2 separate regions of the Gossypium arboreum genome follow, and region 1 is linked to region 2. A link is a contact called in public Hi-C data. All regions are on one chromosome and are shown on one strand. The core of a region is the stretch at or near the end of the contact, and the rest is flanking DNA. Distances in the headings are between cores, read along the strand shown.

Region 1 (5,365 bases), core at 538-3,037, 160 kb before region 2:
TTTTTCCTTTTTAATTTTAATTTCCACTTGTAAAAAACATGTCTTTTTATTGTTCACATGCATGAAATATGCCTTAATTTTCATAGAAATATTTGAAGTAACCCACCCACAAGAGAAAAAGGGCCGAAGTATGAGTCACCAACTTTCTAAATCTCTAATTATAAGTCCCAATTAATATCACTTACGTGTGTAAGGAGATCAAACAGAATTCGTGTGTGTGTGTGTGTATGCCTTCGGTGCTTGAGTTCTTGTGTCCAAAGATCCGAGAACAAAAGCAATGAAATTAAATTTGATTCAAAATATAGTGTTTGATTTTGAGTTTTATAAAATTTAGTCCACATAATGAAGAACATATTTGGTGTGGTTGAATTTTAATTTACAAATATTAAAAAAAAATTCAAATAGGATAAAATTAATGAAAACACCTCTTTAGTTTCTTTTAATTTTGATATTAAATAAATTAATTTTTTAAAAAATTAGAACAATTTAATCTTGTTAAGGACAATTAATCACGGCGTTAATATTTTCAGTCAATTGCATATAATTTTATTAGTATGATAACAAATTTAGCCCTTGATGATTATATATTTTATGTAGATGTTGACAGAACAAGTGAATGAAGCTAATTTTGTTGAATTTTTAACTAAATTTACAAAATGTATTAATGTTGTGGACAAAATATGTCGTATGAAGACCAAATTAATGAAATGTGTAAATTTTGAGGACTAAATTTGTTATTATGACAGTAAAATTATGTACAATTGATGAAAAGCTGTGATTGGTTGTCATTAGTTGCTCAATTTCAAAATTGATAGGAATTAAATTACTCTATTTTTTAGAAGAACCAATTTGTTGAATATCAAAATAAAAGGGATAAGAGTGGACTTTTAACTAAAAAATTTTATTTTTATAATATAAATTAAGCAGTTGTTTTGATAAATAAAAAAGATACAGATATTGTAAAAATTAAATTTAAAAATTGATGAACTGAACCAATTAACTTTTGATGCTTAAATTAAATTGATTTGATACATATAGATTACCCAAACTTTATTTTTGTTTTCTTTGGATTTTAGACCTAAATTCGTCACTAAATAAAGGGAAAGTCATGTAAGTAAAACTTAAAATACTTAGTATGGTCGTATTAAAACTAATGCTATTTTATAATTATTCGAATATATATATATATATATATATATTTAATTGTATTATTAAAATTGAACTTGTAGAACCTTCCATGTAAAACAATTAAATTATGGGGTTTCCTTCCCATTGGATCACTATATCTATCTATATGTATTATACGAATTCAGATTAGAGTAATTTGTTCTAAAAAGAATTAGGATAATTTCGATCCTTTAATTACTATTTTAGGTATAAATATTACGATTTTTTAAAGATTATAATATTATTTATTTATAAAGAATAAGGGATAGAGGGTTATCCATAAATTGGTCCAACGATTGGTGTGTACTAAAAATATTTTTATATAAAAATAATTTTACACATAATTTCTCAAATTTTAAATAAAAAAACTTTTAAATGCTTTTCAACTCACATCTTTAGTTTGAAAACTTAAATACAAATATTTTATCATTTACATTTAATTGAATTGAAATATAATTTTTAATTTTATAATACATTTATTTTTAGGATTAAAAATCATAAAACATCAATTCTAAAGAGAAGAAATTAATATTAAATTGAAATCACAAAATAAAAGCATAAGATATATGTTTCAGTATAAGCTAAGCAAAAAATAAAAAAAGTTATATATATCTTCAAAATTTCCATCTAAAATTAATAAAAAATATTCAGAATGAGAGAGAAGTCATCCAATCCACCACTATAAATAAAATTACAAAGATTCAAGTCGGAACATGGGTATTCATCGTTCTCCTAGAAGCTAATGAACTTGGTTAACTAAGCGATACTACCCTTTTGCTATCGGAGCGTGTGATTAATCCCAGTCTCCCCCACTCCCTCCAACTCTGTGAATTCATTTTTTTTTTTGGTGGGTGTCATGGATACAAAGGTTCTTTCTTCTGGAATCCACTACTCTAGTTTGCCAGAAAGTTATGTGAGACCTGAATCTGAGCGTCCCCGCTTGTCTGAAGTGTCGCAGTGCGACAACGTCCCAGTCATCGACTTAGGGTGTGAGGACAGGAGCCATATTGTACAACAAATTGCTCTTGCCTGCATCAACTATGGTTTCTTTCAGGTACTAGTCTAGTCCTTCGCCGCCCTGCAAATCATCCTTCCTTCCTGCTACTGTATCTCTGATAAATTTTTGCGTTGGTTTTGTGGGATTAATTAATTTGTAAATATTATATTATGAGGTTATTAATCATGGAGTATCGAAAGAAGCGGTGGAAAGAATGTTACAAGTAGCGCATGACTTCTTTGGTTTGCCGGTGGAGGAGAAGATGAAGCTTTACTCAGATGACCCTTCCAAAACAATGAGACTTTCCACCAGTTTTAATGTTAAAAAGGAGAAGGTTCATAACTGGAGAGATTACCTACGATTACACTGCTATCCTCTCCACAAGTATGTTCCTGAGTGGCCTTCCAACCCTCCTTCCTTCAAGTAAGCCTCTTCTCTATTCTTCTTCCTTTTTCTAATCTCCCCCCACCCCACCAAAAAAAAAAAAAAACACCTTACGTTAGAGATACGTAATTCGCTTAACGTCATCCTTTTTCATTCTATGTGTCATGCATGTTCTAAGTATCGATGATTCAGCTATTTGTCGACGAATTGCATTATTTTATTTTGCGCTCAAGTAATATATATTTAGTAATCTGACAATTTGATTTACATATTAATAAAACTCTTGAGACAGACAGGACATTTTGCATGGAATCAAAAGTACATTAATAAAGCATATGTAGTGTATGTGCGTGAAATGATCTATTTTATTATCTAAAAAGATCTATTGATGAATTATAACTATGGGATTCTTCTTTAACGTTTCGTAGAGACTATATTTAGGAAATAAGAAACATCGAAGCATGGGATTTTAGTCTTTTAGCCCCTGCTAAACAATATAAATCTTCTTCTTCTTTAACAAAGTCCAGAGTCTTTTACATAATGGCCCCTAGCCATGTGCTGACGTCGTTTTTCTAGGAGATGTACACAGTCGACCGCAAATTAACTTACATGCCGTATTGTTTGGTTATAAAATCTCAAATCCCCTACTCTCCCTGCCTCTGCTCATTAAAGCAAAGCAAAATCTAGACTAAGGCCATACTGGTATTCATAAACCTGACAACATAATTAAGCTCCCAACAGTTGCATTAATTACAATTTAGTAATAGGCGGTGATTGGTCAAATTACGATTTGGTTGTAAAGTTGAGCTTACATGAGTGAAGATTAAAATATAATACTAGGACAAAACTTGTTAAGATAATTTTTTAAAAGAAAAAAATGAAAGAAAAAAATGTAGGAGGTAAAAAAGAACAGCCGTAATTGGAAAAGAGTCTTGGAATCTTTTAGGGGGTAAATAATTATTTCCGTTCAAAAAAGGTCAAAAGAAATGGCTAAAAATTACAGACAAGCCGATTTGGCCTTTAGGAAGAGCTACCCGTTAATTGTCTAGTAAAGCACGTGCCGCATTTACGAGTTGTTTACGAAATACGAAGTGCTTGAACAAAATTCAGACTTCTGTATGACTGTATCAACATTCAAGCCTTTTTCTTTAAAAAAGGTAAACTTGTTTATAACAAGTTAATGATTAAACATTTTTATGTACCCCCATTCCCTTAGTTATCGATTGTACAATCAAGTCACCTATTATATAAAAAAAAAAAAATTCAAGTCTCCCATGTACCATGTGATTATGTTCCAATTTTATTATAGATGTCAAAACTTGGTAAAAATAATTATATACTAAATTTATTGAAAATTAATATATAAATGGGTTGGCTGTGGGCCAGAGGTTTATGGCCTTTTCTAGGTAGAGGACAGGCAAGGAGCTTTGTCATTTGATTAAGGAAGTCTTCTTCCGTCGACCTAGTCAGAAATATTTTATCCATCCCGTTCTCACTTTATTAGTATGCGTAATTATTAGCGGTGATGGCGGCAACCAAAGCTGAGATCAGAACCGTTTATCTAGTAGGTAGGATCGGTTTTTGGTTGAGTCACACGCGCGACTAGTGAGGAAAATGAGTGACATCATGGGCTAAAAGCCGTGTTGACGTAATCATATTAGATAATTTTAATCGAACATTTGGGGCCCAAAGGAGCTCTGATTACAAGGAGCCGAATCATCCGCTTCTACAGGATTTGTTTTCCCTATTTTATACAACTGTCACTACATACGATTATTGAATATTTTTAGATTGGGAGTGACGGTGCTTCAGTTCTCGTATTTTGTTTTTCAATGGTAAACTAATAATTTTGATGTTGGTGACGTTTGACAATGGCATTTATGGGTTTATTTTATTTATGAAAGTCCCAATGAACTTTCTCCATTTATCGGCATTACGACTTCAAGATTAAAGATTTGTTTCCCGTCTGTAAAAAGATATTGATTCGCCTGTAACATTTGACCTTACTTTTTGAGAAAAGATGTTTTACTTCCGTGATAATCTTGGTGACTTTCAATTTGAGTTATACAGTAGCTATGGATTTCGGTTCACTCGAAGACGCAAAAATTGGCATATATTTGTAGTATGATAAAAACACTTAGAAAGCAGCACACCTCTAAACACTGTAATTCCTCGCATGTTTTTATTAAAACAAGAGATATTTGCATCCATATGCTTTTACATCCATATTTGTTGAATTGATAGGCAAATCGTAAGTGATTACTGTGTACAAGTTCGAGAGCTTGGTTACAGATTACAAGAGCTAATATCAGAGAGCTTAGGCCTGGAAAAAGATTACATAAAGAAGGTTCTAGGGGAGCAAGGGCAGCATATGGCCGTGAACTATTACCCGCCATGCCCGGAACCAGAGCTGACATACGGATTGCCTGGACATACAGACCCCAATGCTCTTACGATTTTACTTCAAGACCTCCAAGTGGCGGGTCTTCAAGTTCTCAAAGATGGCAAGTGGCTTGCTGTTAATCCCCAACCAAATGCTTTTGTCATAAACATTGGTGATCAATTACAGGTATGCGTTTCTTTTTTCCTTGGGTGGAAGGAAAATGTGCAAGTTATTGAGGATGAAACTCCTAATGTTGCAGGCATTAAGTAATGGGACGTACAAGAGCGTGTGGCATCGGGCAATCGTAAATGCCGATAGGCCAAGGATGTCTGTTGCTTCCTTCCTCTGCCCTTACGACCATGCCCTGATCAGCCCTGCAAAGCCTCTCACCCAATATGGATGTGGAGCCGTATACAGGGATTTTACTTATGCTG
Region 2 (4,871 bases), core at 146-2,645:
AAAAACAATAATTTAAATTTTTTTAAATATTAATTGTTAAATTGAATTTTTTTAAAAGTTAGAGCTTTAAATTTAGTTAAAAGAAAAACTAAATTAACAAAATTGTAAACATTCAAAATTAAAATTGATATTATGTGAAAAAATTCATGTTTAAATTAATCATATGCATTAATTAAATCAACTTTATGTCTCTTTCAAAAAAAAAAGCTTTATCTTCATTATTTTATTTTTTATTATAAATATGAAAAAAAATACGGTTTTTAGGTAAGCTATTCCAAATGCCAAGCGGGTGGCCTCAATTATTAATCAGATTTACCTAACTTATGCTGTAGCAGTATAACATACATCCTATCTAGGGGATCCCGGCTTCTCTCATTTCTTCTCAATCTTGAAAGTTGAGGATCATGTTATCAGGAAGGATCATAGTTGTATATATTCCACTAAAACTGGGAGCCACACTTTGTTTTAAGTATCAACAACATGCTTGAAACTCACCACATATAAAGTATTACTATGATCGTTTCTTCTTCATGTAACTGATCACGTTCAATTTCAATGTCTCCTTTCGTTATTAATATATTTAGTATGTGTATCTTGAAAGTAAAATGCGATATGCTTAAAGTCACAAACAGCAGGAGTTTAAATAAATTTAATTGATTCATGCAATTATTTTAAAAGATCTCCTCTCTTTCTAACAGTGGCATCTTTTATGCCAAAAGCAATCCGGGTTTAAAAGTAATGAGAGATCCTTAAAGATTGTAAGGACGTAAAAAATTGAAGATAAAGGAAAGAAGTAAAATAAGTAGAGGAGGTACTGACCAGCTCTCCATAAGGACCTTGTCTTGATTCATGAGACTGAGGGCGGAAAGAGTGACGCCATCTTCATTCTTGGTCAAGAATTTGCAGACAGGGCCAAGACCATAGAGTCTCTCCACTTTGCCATCAGGAAGAGTGCGCAAGGAGCAAGTGAGGATGGAGTAGGTAGCCAGGAGGCGCAAGATGCGGTCTAGCATGACAGGTGCATCGGGGTTGTTGGTGGGGAGCTGGGAAGCCAATTCTTTTGGGGAGAGGAAAGCACCTGGGCCAGCTTTGGCCATGATCTCCAGCAGGTCAAGTTCTATGGCCGACTTGAGGACCATCGGAAGGACTGAGGCACTGGTGAGTTGCATGGCGAATAAGTTGGCTTCCTCATCCGAGACTTGGGTGGGAGTCATTTGGGTTTCACCGGTTGAACCCATTGTTTTGGGATATTGGAGTTTTATCGGAAACGCTGACAAAGAGTTTAAATGATAGTGGTAATGGCTGATAGGCACGAAGAGGGGTTATATATGGTGTTTTGTCTCAACAACCACTTCATTCATGGTCCCCATTTCCCCTGTACAGCTACTCGGTGCCCACCACCTAAAATGATAACCCCTCACCCGCACCTTTTCTTTTTTTTTTTTTTATTATTACTCCACTGAGTTCACTTCCCCTCCCCCGGTAGGAACGGTGGGCTTATTTAATTATTGGGTTATATCCGTTCAACTTGATTCGTTGGATTTGTTTAGACCTTCGATGTGGTCTAATGTAATTTGGATTAGCTTTTGTTCTAAATTATTATATAATAATAAATATTTTTATATAAATATATTTTTATTAATTAATATATTAATATCATAAAATAAAAATAAAGGAATAAACAAAAGAGAAATAAGACTAAAAGTAATTATTTTATTGATCATGATATTTACAATGCTTGTTTAAAATTTATATTTATAGATATAAGAAGTATAAAGAAAATAAAACTTAACTCCTAATGGATAGTAGAGTCGTAAAGTATATCAAACTTCTTATTCTAATAGACATCCACTTTATAATAATAAAACATTTATAACACTCCACTTGAGTGTCCATCTTTAGATAATGTACGTCGTTAAAACCTTATTAAGACAAAAACTAAAAAAAATTTTTGAAAAAAAAAAAAGAGTACACATACAATGTACTTTTTTATTCCACAATTAACCTTAAAAAATTCATCTCTCTCTCTCTATCTCTTAATACACTTGTCAACCCTAAACCTATTTGTGAAGTCTAAAACACCAATGGCAATGTACTAAATATTTTCTATCTAAAATATGCATAACATGTTACCTCATTAAAACCCTTACTAGAAAAATCTAGTTGGACAAAACCTCAGTTAAGAGAAAAAGAGTACAGTATGTATTTACTCCCCTCAAGACAACATCACATAATATATCACATTCTATGTATTCAATCTTGAATACTATATTTTCAAATGATTACTTGAACTGATTTAATAAATGTTTATATCATCATTTTCTAGAAATTATGAGTGAGAAAAAATTTTGGAGAAATATATTTTGATCTCTTTAGAAGTCTCAATAATAATCATAACAAACTTTAACCATAATCCTTCTATAAAAATACAAATATTCAATCAAGTCAATAAATAAACACCTACTAACCTATGACATGACTCGCTCTACTAACCCTTTACAATGGTTGGCTATCTGAAAGGTCTCGACAAGCCACTTTATAACTTACCTCTCGACTGGAAGGCAATTGTTATACCTCCACTCAGCAGGACATATGGCAAGACATATGGCAAGTTGTTGGACAATCAGCAAATAACCCTCCATTGGGAGCAATTCGCGTACAACCCTCCATAAGGAATCATTTATATTAACCATTCATGTAGGATGGTTCGTAGATGGCCCTTTATGAATCTTATCCGAACCAGCATGGAGACAACCCGCTATTCACCCTCCGTAGGGACCGCCAAAACATAACCAACTCATACGACCCTGAGGACAAGAATATTAAAGTAGGAACATAAAATACACTCCATGGAGACAAACTGGCCTATAATGACTCTACCATCTAGCTGACCTACACAAACATGCAGGACGTTATACTGTCAGCTATGTGACACTACAAGAAAAAAGACGACCCCCTATATAAACTTGGGTGCATGAGGCACCAATGATCGGCTTCTTTTCCTCAGAAAACCCTACACAACAATCCTAGCAATCCTTCTCATTCTCCTCCCTCTCTTTACTTTATCTCTCCGCCTGTCATAGGTGAACCAACCCTTTTCTCCACCATCTTTTCCTTTTTGTTGGTGACTTATATCAACAAAATTTCTAGAATTTAATGACTTAATTGTATGTTTAACATAATATGTTTTAATTAAATAATGTACTTTAGTTTTTATACATTTAATTTTGTTAATTTAAAATAAATTAATATAAAATTACATTTTTAATTTTATTAATTTTAATGTAGATTACTATAATATGAACTCTATTTTTTACATATTTATTAATTTAAATTAAAGTAAAAATAGTAAAATTACATATTTAAATAGAACAATTTTGTTAGTTTTAAAATTTAAGTCATATTTTATTTTATTTAATAATTTTAAAATTCAAACTTAAATAGATATACAAGTAGGGTAACATTTTCAATAACAAATTACACTTTTTTATGGATAAATCTCAAAACATTCATGAATTTTGATTTAATGTGTAATTACACACATAAATTTTGATTTTGTACAATTTTATTCATGAAATTTTATTTGATCTAATTCTTACAAATTATTAATACAATTTTTATGTAGCAACATTTTATGTTTATATCTGCGTACAAAAATAAATATATTTATCTAATATAAAAATAAATTGATGTATTTATTTTTTAAAATGTGTATGATTGAATCAAAATTAAAATTTTATGTATCCATTTGAATTACAATCAAAATTTTATGTGTAAAATTTTTAAATTAAAAATTATATATTAAAATACACATATATAATTTTGAGATTTATCTCGACGATGATAATTAATGTAACCCATAAACTAATAATAAAATGAAATTACTCCTTCAAAAAGAAAAAGAAAATAAAATGAAATTACTCTGTTTGTCTTTCTTGATTGATTGACTAGTGATCTTATATTGTTTGCATTGACTTCCGCCCATACCTTGAATAAGAACAGAGTTTGCGTTATAGATTACGGTAATTAAATAATCAAATAGGTCCCAGAGTTCCCAATAATGTTTGAAATGAATTAGAAATTAGGTATTGATTTTTTTATACATCAACAATCAACATCAACATATTCAAATTATTTTGACTTTTCATTTTGAAAAACAATAAATTCGAAGAATGTAAAATAGATGTTGAAATAAAATTGGTACAGAGATGTAATTAATGTTAAACTCCGTTGGATGTTATGATTAAATTGGTGATTTAATTTGTAATAGTTGGGAAAGTTGAGAAAGCTCTCGTTGCATTCTCTACAGAAAGGCCACCTGATTGTGAAGGAATATTTGGCCAAAATCAAGTTCACTTGTGAATTTTTGAGTGCTTCTAGTCATGCTGTTCCTGATGAAGAACAAGTGAGCGTCATCTTTGTTGGTCTTTCGGCGGAATTTGATTCAGTCTTGACATTTGCCTCGTATGCTCCCGAGTCTCTTCCATTGAATCGTCTCACCAGCATACTTCTTGAGTGTGAGAGTCAGCAGAAACAATTTGTAGTTGAGGTTTTGATATAGGCGAATCTGGTTCAACATTTGTTCCGTCTAGGTCTTCTCCGGTAGAATAGAGTTCCTCGATCGAGTCCCATTTGTCAAATTTTTCACACCATGGTCAAGCTTTTTATCGTTGTCGAGGCTGAGCTGGTTGTGATTGTCCACAATGTCAACTGTGTGACCGGCTAGGACATATTTTTCAAAAATGTTATTACCAGTTTGATCGGTCGTTTGGTGACACTCTGCCAACAGAAAAAGGGTTTGGTTTCTGATATAACCCTCATAATTCAATATGTTACTCACTTGGCCCACCATTGATGCCTATGTCACATGG

Evidence for each region. Hi-C and Micro-C count contacts between places; a contact is called where the count stands out from the background.
Region 1: a Hi-C map of leaf shows a contact between it and region 2, with 3 times the contacts expected there. The contact joins the promoter of LOC108467955 here to the promoter of LOC108470190 in region 2. A contact is called at or near these places in 2 of 5 Hi-C or Micro-C datasets (both in leaf).

Annotation. Positions count from the first base shown.
Region 1 is chr8:56,755,193-56,760,557 of ASM2569848v2, reverse strand. LOC108467955 (protein DOWNY MILDEW RESISTANCE 6-like) reads left to right here and starts at 1,787. Exons shown (of 4, transcript XM_017768785.2): 1 at 1,787-2,221; 2 at 2,340-2,587; 3 at 4,793-5,117; 4 at 5,191-5,365. The coding sequence starts at 2,024.
Region 2 is chr8:56,596,041-56,600,911 of ASM2569848v2, reverse strand. LOC108470190 (caffeic acid 3-O-methyltransferase) reads right to left here and starts at 1,395. Exons shown (of 4, transcript XM_017771455.2): 1 at 820-1,395. The coding sequence starts at 1,238.